2 separate regions of the Sus scrofa genome follow, and region 1 is linked to region 2. A link is a contact called in public HiChIP or PLAC-seq data. All regions are on one chromosome and are shown on one strand. Each heading gives the region's core, a stretch centred on a gene start, on an enhancer-like site or on the middle of the called end of the contact. The rest is flanking DNA. Distances are from core to core; before and after follow the strand shown. Region 1 overlaps TMEM131L (transmembrane protein 131-like). Region 2 overlaps TMEM131L (transmembrane protein 131-like).

Evidence for each region. HiChIP or PLAC-seq counts read pairs in DNA pulled down with a chosen protein or histone mark.
Region 1: a contact with region 2 is called in an H3K27ac HiChIP or PLAC-seq map of skeletal muscle. The contact joins two enhancer-like sites. A contact is called at or near these places in 10 of 47 Hi-C or Micro-C datasets (brain, fetal heart ventricle, fetal liver and 4 more) and 1 of 2 datasets of contacts at active chromatin or transcription factors (skeletal muscle).

The regions. Positions count from the first base shown.
Region 1 is chr8:75,618,189-75,622,244 of Sscrofa11.1, reverse strand. All of the region lies in intron 3 of TMEM131L (transmembrane protein 131-like), which reads left to right. Among named protein-coding and RNA genes, the nearest start is that of TMEM131L, 25 kb to the left of the region's middle. Within about 2 kb of position 1,899, at least 42 of the 83 cell types and tissues checked have an H3K27ac peak or open chromatin away from gene starts, as enhancers often do. A contact at or near this core is called in liver and skeletal muscle, where this site is marked.
Region 2 is chr8:75,544,944-75,549,570 of Sscrofa11.1, reverse strand. The region is part of intron 7 of TMEM131L (transmembrane protein 131-like); the gene reads left to right. Among named protein-coding and RNA genes, the nearest start is that of TMEM131L, 98 kb to the left of the region's middle. Within about 2 kb of position 1,355, at least 10 of the 83 cell types and tissues checked have an H3K27ac peak or open chromatin away from gene starts, as enhancers often do. A contact at or near this core is called in liver and skeletal muscle, where this site is marked.

The DNA of each region.
Region 1 (4,056 bases), core at 650-3,149, 72 kb before region 2:
GGGGCTTCCTAGCAAACCTTTGAAAGAAACTTTGTGTATGGCTTTTGGAGGACTGGCCCAGAGCTGAGTCTTTAGTAACCCTTTAATGTGTGCTGGTTAGCTTCTTCAGCTTACACTCTTTCTTTCTTTCTTGGCCACACCCATGGCCTATGGAAGTTCCCAGGCCAGGGATCAAATCTGAGCTGCCGTTGTGGGATCAGATCTGACCTGTGCCACAGTTGCGGCCACATTGGATCCTTAACCCACTGCACTGGGCTGGGGATTGAACCCACCCCTCAGCAGCGACCCTAGCCACTGTAGAGATAACACTGGATCCTTAACCTGCTGTACCATAGTGAGAACGCCAGCTTAGCCCTAAGTGTTTCTCACCCACTGACTGTCAGCTGGATAGCTTTTGGAATAATCTGGAGGGTTCAGATCAAGACTTTCAGGCTTACTTGGTAGAACACACGCCGTTGTGATGCGGGCTGAGAGCTTGCCCTCTGTCCTGGATGGACGTGCTGTCCTGTTAGCTGGCTTTGCTTTGGGGATTAGGTATTTTCAGCTTCAAGTAACAGAAAACCCTGACTCAACCAGCTCAAGCAAATAAAGAATGTGTTATGTCACCTACCAAGAAGCCGGGAGGCAGGGTGGTGCCGGGTTGGTTTGCTGAGCAGGTGAACGTGGGGCCGGGCAGCCAGGCCCTTCTCACCTGCCTGCTGTGCTAGCTCTGGTACCACCTGGCTCCTCTGGGTGCAGAAGGGCTGCGGGTTTCACAGCCTCCGCCTCAGTGTCTGTGGGCAGGTTAGAGAATCTCCCTCCTGTGCCTTTCTCAGGAGCACCCCCAGCGGGCTTTCCCCTTATAGGTCAGAATGGGCCCAGACTCACCCTGAACCCCTTCCCCAGCCCAGGGTGAGGGAGGACCTCTCAGATTAGCTGTGAGAAGGTTTCCCAGGCATGGCGGTGGCGGTGGCGATGGGGGGTACTCCCTGAACACAGCAGGCTGTGACCTCTGGGCGGGGGGTTGGGGGATGGCCGGCTGCGACGGTGCCACCTGCTGCTGACCGGTGCCCGCCCCCAGTGAAAGGGCTGGGGCAGCGGTTCTCAGAGCGTGGGTAGGCCTGCAATCCGCAGGATCAGCACCACCTGAGAACCCGTCGGGCCGGTTCCCAGACCCCACCTTGGGCCGAGCTGGGCGCTGAATCAGCCCTAGGGGAGGGGCCTGTTTTCACAAGCCTCCAGGTGATTGTGGGAAAGCCCTGGGTCCTGGCGAAGGCACCTGAGGAAGCACGTTTCAAACTACACTTTGAGTTGAAATAGCAAGAGGCAGAGAGGGTGCTGTGGGTGACACAGCGGTGGGTGAAGAGGCAGAGAGGGTCTCGTGGGTGATGCAGTGGCGCAGGGTGGGAGGGAGGCTGGGCTCAGCCCTGCTCACGTCCCCGGCGCGGGGTTTAGCAGACCTGGAATCCAGCTTCAGCCGGCTCATCCCATTTCCCTTAACGAGTCCCCGTGCAGGTGTGGGGACGCCGTCCGCCACTTCCTGCGGGGCCAGGGAACAGGTGGGTGAGGCCCTCGAGGTCGGCTCCCAGGGAGAAGTGAGGAACTTTCTCAGGGATAATCCATTCATTATTAGGGAAGTGAGTCTGGCAGGAAACCCTGGCCCGGTAACAAGAAAGTCTCAGTTATGGGATGGGAATGCTGCTCCCAGTACAGTGTGGTGTGTGTACTCAGATCTGTGTCCTGGCCCAGCTCCCTCTGTCTGGGCACGTGGCTGTGTGTGTGTGTGTGTGTGTGAAAGAGAGAGAGGGAGAGGGAGAGAGAGAGAGTGTGTCTGTAGGGGGCTGTTGAGGCATGAGGAAGGATATTACTTAAGTAAAAACTGAAAGAAATGTTCTAAAAATTCTGTGAGAAACTGGGGTGGGCGGAAGCAGCACAGGCACGGCCCACACTGAAGGGAACTTGCACATCCTGCTGGCTCCCCCCGCCCCCAGGACAGGGGTGCAGGAGCAGGGCTGGTGCCCAGGGGCAGGTGGGCACTGGAGAGAAGGGATCAAATTGGGGCCAGGGTCTGGGTGGCTGAGCCTGTCCTGTGATGCTTCAGGGGACAGAGGCCTCTCCAGCCAAACCACAGACAGGGGTGGAGGTGGTCCCTGTGGCTCTTTTCACGGTGCCCAGGTACCTTGGCCGGCGGAGGGGGTTGGGTGGAGCAGGGGAGGAGGAAGAAACCCAAGTTCAAGTGGGTTGTTCGTTTTCTAGGGCTGCCATTACAAAGTAACACACATGGGTGGCTTGAAACAACAGGGATTTATTATAAACTCTTTGTTCTGGAGGCTGAGAGTCTGAAAGCAAGGGTTGCTCTCCTTCTGAACCTGTGGGGGACCCCTCCTTGCCTCATAGTTTCTGCCTGTTTGCAGTGACCTTGGCATTTGCATCCATCCGGTCTCTGCCTTTGCCCTCACGTGCTGCCCCCCCCCCCCCCCCGTGTCACCATGTCTTCACACACTGCCTTTTTTTGGGGGTGAGGGGTAGGGCACACTAGCGACATATGGAAGTTCCCCAGGCCAGGGGTTGAATCAGAGCTCCGGCTGCCGGCCTACGCCACAGCCACACCAGATCTGAGCTGTGTCTGTGACCTGCGACGCAACTGGTGGCAATGCGAGATCTTTAACCCATTGAACAAGGCTGGGGATGGAACCCACATCCTCGCAGAGACAGCGTCGGGTTCTTAACCTGCTGAGCCACAACAGGGACTCCTTCACACCTTGTCTTCTTAGAAGGACACCAGCAGTACAGGGGCCCACCCTGCCCCAGTGTGGCCCTGTTTCTAAGTAAGAGTACATTTTGGGATCCTGGGGGTTTAGGACTTCAGCGTATCATCTTGGGAAACACAGGCTCATTCGTGAGCCCTTGTGAGGGTCCCCACACCCCCTTTCCCTGCCCTCCCCCAACTCTGGGACCCCTGGGAAGTAACTTTGGTGTGGGGCTGGCCCTCTGCTAAGTGGCTGGTGGGGAATTGTCACTTCCAGGGCACCAGCTCTGGATTGCCAGGGCTCCAGGGGCAGCTACAGGCCCCATGGGTTTTCTTACCAACTTGTTGAACCTGCCTTTTGGTCGAAGAGGTTTTCTTTCTGGGTGATTTCTTTGTGTATCTGTAAGAGCATATCCAAGGGAATTCTTTGTTTTATTTACACTAAATTATGGGTGCTGGGGACACGTGTTTTTTTGTGATTTTTTTTTTTCTTATGGAAAATAAGTGGATTGATGGAAGACTGCTTCAGGACATACCAAAGCTTAGCAGATAAGCAAGCCTTGAAATTCAGCCCTGTTCCTTGGATGAGAAATCAGAACCATACAATGAGCCAAAACTGCTGCCAGGCTGTGTTTGCTGTGTTGGGTCTGCGTGTGGACATAGCTTAAACTCCTTCCATTACCATTTTAGACCCAGCAAATAAGTACGCGGTAGTGGGCCTGTGTGCTGAAGCAGGTGGCTGTGAGCCATTTATTGGTTTGGAGGGAGCATTCTGGTGTGGTGTCCTGGAAGTGCTTGATTGAAGAAGAGGAGCCTCGGAGTTCCCGGGTGGCTCAGCAGGTTAAGGACCTGGCATTGTCACTTCGGGGACTCTGGTTACAGGAGGGCCAGCAGGTTCAATCCCTGGCCTGGAAACTTCTGCATCCCCTGGGCTTGCCCCCTCTCCCCCAAGAGAGTCTCTTTCTGCTTCCATGTATTTGAACTGCAGTTATCCTGGTGTACATGGTCTTGCAGTAAGGAAGAGCCCTGCTGCTACTGTGGATTTTCACACCCCAGCTCGCGGTCTCCTTCCAGGTGGATGGATGTCATGTCCAAATTGCCTGTTAGTTTGCCTTTCATGTAACTTAATTAGCAGATTCATGGTTTGGGAGAATCTGATCTGTGATCTCGAAATTGGTTACGGTTGGCCTAATTCGTGGGTAATTAGGCGCCTTGCCGGGTGGCCTGCAGTCCTCAGAGGGCTGGGGGTAATTTGAGGTTGAAATGCGAGAGTGAGGTGGGGAAAGCACCGGAGCTCAGTCCCTTAATCTTTTAATCCATTTAACCTG
Region 2 (4,627 bases), core at 106-2,605:
AGTCCCCAGAGTTTTTCATAGGCAGATGCATCCCTGGGTATCTGAGTTAAGAGCCCCAAATAGCATACCTCCCCCGTCGTGGTAGCTAAGATTTGTGTAACTTCACCTTTCCAGCACATCAACCAGATGACCTTCAGCAGATTTACTGCCAGGCCAGCTGGTGTCGTTCTTATTTTAGAAGGTGTAGGGATGGTCTTTAGAGTTTCGGTTACTTGCTGGAGGTTGAGGACAGAGCCGGGATCGGCAGTCCCAGCTCAGTGTGCCTTGACTTTCTCCTCGTGTAGAATTCAGTGTGGTCATGGATTTCATCCCCATCGACTTAATAATTCATGTTCCTGGAAAAGATAAGCACAAAAAACTGTTTTTTTGCAACATCTTTATAATGGCAGAAACAGCCTAAAGGTCCAACTGTGGCAAAGGGATTTCATAAATTGAAGTATATCAACATAGTAGAATATTAAGTAGTTCTTCCGGTTATGATGCTCCTGTGGAAAAGTCTGGCAAGTGAAGGACAGAGCATGAGCTAGACCAGACGCTCTGATTGTAACCGCGACGTCTATGGTGGGTTGAATATGTAAATAGCGTTGTGTTCAGCTTACGAAAAAGCAAGAGGTTTTTTGGCTTTTTTTTTTTTTCTTTTTTTTGAACATTTTCTTTGCTGGTGTTTTGGGCCCAAGCCATGGAGATCTGAGGACCGGTTCAGTGATTTATTTGGGCAAAAGAGAATATTCGCCATGGGCATTGTGTTAGAATCTGGCGTGTAGGGTCACTCTTGCCGTAATCTTGTCTCAGAGAATTAAGGGAACTTAAATTCTTATCATTGGAACTGCATGGCAGTCGTATTTCTTGTTGGAAATAAAGTTATAATTCCTCGTAAAATGGAATTATGAGGCAATAGGGGAAACACGGAGAGGTTTGAAAGCTGGAGGAAAACCGATGACACCCGGTTCCCAGCAAATAAAAGTGGTTTTGTGAGTGTGTCCTGATGTGGTATCACATGACCGATTTCTCGCAGAGGGAGACGGTGATTATAATATGATGTGATTATAAGAAAGCCCAGGAAACCAGAGAGGTGAAGCATTAAGAACGAGCCCCAGACCGCAGTGCCACTTGGCGGAGGTGCCCACGAGGTGTGCTGGGTCATCTCCTTTCTGAACTTGCCCACATGTCTGTGTGGGATGTGGGGCTCCCCTCCCCGCCAGGGTGTCCTGTTACTGGACTGTGAGCAGGAGAGATTCTTTCTGGCTCTTCTGCGTGAAACCTAATACGCTTGGGACCAGGAGTCCCTACCCTTTGCAGATTGGCACCGCCTCGCTCTGGCGTGCCAGGGTCGGGCCCCCTGTGCCTGCCTGCTTGCCCGGGACAGGTGTCGGGCCCGGCTGCGGTGCCAGGCCTGTGTGGAGCCTGGTGCTGCCCGGTTCGGGGAGGGAGGGGTGCCCCGAGTGGCTTTCCTGCTCCTTGCCTCCTCCTTAGGTGCCGATCCCTGTGGCCGTCTGGAAGGGAAGCTGTGAAAGCAGCGCGGGAGGAGGGTGGGGAAGGTTTGCGGTCACGGTGGGACCGGGGAGATGTGGCAAGGGGGCAGTTTCCCACGGACGCATAGATTGCAAAAGCCTGAGCTGGGATCTGGAGATGGAAGATAAAAACAGGCAAAGGGTAAAGGCCTCGGTCGCTGCCCTGTTTTCCAGATGTCTTACGTAATGCATTAAATGAATGCGAAGGTTCTCTGCGTGTGCTAGCTAAGAATTCCTGCGCATGTGGGTAGCATCATAATGTATTTAAGAACATCTATTTGCCTGAGCAAAATGTTCTTTTTTATATAAAAACGTTAGGCTGGCCGACTCTGGAGCATTATTACTTAACTTACTGAGTGTTAGGAGAATATATGCCATTACTGACAGACCTACCTCTGAATATATAGCTTTTCAAGCAGGGAAATGGCTTAAATTTAAAACATTTTCTTCTTGTCATTGGAGTCGCCAGTGAGAACAATTCAGTGGGAAGGGAGCTGGGGACGAGGTAGAGGGCTGGTGAGTGGAGGGCAGGAAGAAAGCGGGCTGGAGGCTAGAGAGCTGCCTAGAGGTGTGGGTGTGGCTGGGATGTTTGCCTTTGCTCCTCTTTATTTCCCAGAGGGTCCCTCCCCGCCTTCCACAGTCATCCCTGTTTCTCCTCTAAAATCTCTGCTCTCTTGGTGGAATAGAACAGTGTTCCAGGAGAGAACAGTTTCTTGGTCCCTCTTTTTTCATTTTTCATTTTTTTAATTTTTAAAAATTTTATTGGAGTATAGTTGATTGACAATGTTGTGTTAGTTTCAAGTGTACAGCAAAGTGATTTAGTTATATATGCACACACACACCCACACACATACATACATACATGCATATATCCATTCTTTTTCAGATTGTTTTCCCATTTAGGTTATCACAGAATATTGAGTAGATTTTCCCCATGCTATACAGTAGGTCCTTCCTTGTTCTTTATCTGTTTCATGTTAGCAGCGTGTGTATGTTAATCTCAAACTCCTAATCTGTCCCTCTCCCTGATGCTTCCCCTTTGGTAACCATAAGTTTGACTTCAAAATCTGTGCCTCTGTTTTTGTTTCATAAATAAGGTTTTTTGTGTCATTAAAGATTCCATATATAAGTGATATCATCTGGTATGTGTCTTTCTCTGACTTACTTCACTTGGTAGGATAATCTCTAGGTCCGTCCATGCTGCTGCAAATGGCATTATTCCATTCTTTTTTATGGCTGAGTAATATTCCATTGTATATACATACCACTTCTTCTTTATCCCATTCCTCTGTCCACAGACATTTAGGTTGTTTCCATGTCTTGGTCCCTCTTTTAACTCAGCACTTATTTAGCCCCCCCCTTTTTTTTTTTGCCTCGTAGGAGGATTGACTAGTTCCTTACTGAAAGCCTTGGGACTCCAATCTTAGCAAGGATCATACCCAAAAACATTTGTTCTTGTGTATATTTTCCTTTACTAAGATATAAGCCCCTTAAGAGCAGGAATCATGTCCTAATCAGTATTTGTTTTCTTATCATCTAGTACAGAGCTTGGCCACATAAAACATAGTAAAGAAATGCCAGATAGTTGAATAAGGGACCTTATTAATCCGGAAGTTATCATTTCAGCTAATTGCAAAGTTATGAGACACGAATCTTTTTAAAATATCCTTCCAGCATTTGCTGTGTTAGAAACTTTTGTTGGAAGACTCAAAGATGCCCTCTCCCCCTCCCCCACCAGTAGCACCTCTCTTCCTCCAACTCTGAACTGGCAGATGGATAAGAATCAGGGGCTAGAAAATGAACATGCCCCCTTTACGTAATTACTGACAAGACGCATTCTCTGTGTCAGCTGAGGTAAGAAAGCCAGAGCTGCTAACTCCCTATGCCCTCGGCAGACCACAGCATGGCCTGCTGAAAGGGACTTCATATTTTAGGTTAAGTATAGTAGCTATGCAATACTTTCTTAGTTACAGGTGCACAGTCTAGTGATCCACAGTTTTTAAAGTCATACCCCACTCTATGTAAAATATTGCCGGTATTCCCTGTACAGTATATCCTTGTAGCTTATTCTATACCTAATAGATTGTACCTCTAAGTCCCCTGCCTTTGTCTTGCCCCTCCCCCATCTCTCTCCCCACTTGTAACCACTAGTTTGTGCTTAACGTCTGGATATCTGCCTCTTTTTTGTTTTATTCATTTGTTTGTTGTGTTTTTCAGGTCCCACGTATAACTGATATCATACAGTATTTGTCTTTCTCTGTCTGACTTCACTTAGTATAATTCATCCAAGTTCATCCGTGTTGCTTGCTACGTATGGTATTATTTCGTTCTTTTTATGGCTGAGTAATATTCTACGGTGTGTATGTACTGCATCTTCTTTATCCATTCCGCTGATGATGGACAGTTAGTTTGCTTCTGTATCTTGGCTGTTGTAAATAATGCTGCTTTGAGCATGGCAGTGCATCTAGTTTTTTGAACTTGTGTTTTTGGATATATACCCAGGAGTGGAATTGCTGGGTCATGTGGTGGTTCTTTTTCCAGTTTTTTTGAGAAACCTCCATACATTTTGCCATATCAGCTACAGCAATTTACATTCCTACCAATAGTGTAGAAAGGTCCCCTTTTCTCCACATCCTTACCAACATTTGTTCTTTGTGGGCTTTTTGAGGATAGCCATTGTGACAGGTGTGAGGTGGTGTCTCATTGTGGTTTTGATTTGCATTTCCTGGATGATTATAGATCATCTTTTCATGCACTTCTTGGCCATCTATGTGTCCGCTTTTGGAAGAGATTTTGGAATCAAGGACAAATACCCTAACCCAGAGGGTAGAGAGAGGAGAAAGAAACCAGCTCCTCTAGTAGCCCCCACCCCATCACCCTGCCCAGGGTATAGTCTGAGACCCACTAATAGGCAGCTGCCTCTGCCTTGAAGGGAGAGGAAGGCTTAGGGCAAGGAGGCAGGAGGATTTAGTGTTCAGTGTTTCCTTATAACACTTCTTGGTTTTTGTACTTTCGACTCAGTGAGCTCACCTGTTAAGCCCATGGCCCTCCCTCTCTGACAGGGAGATGAGCAGACTTCCCGTGGCCATATCTGTTCCTTCTGCCACTGGTACCAG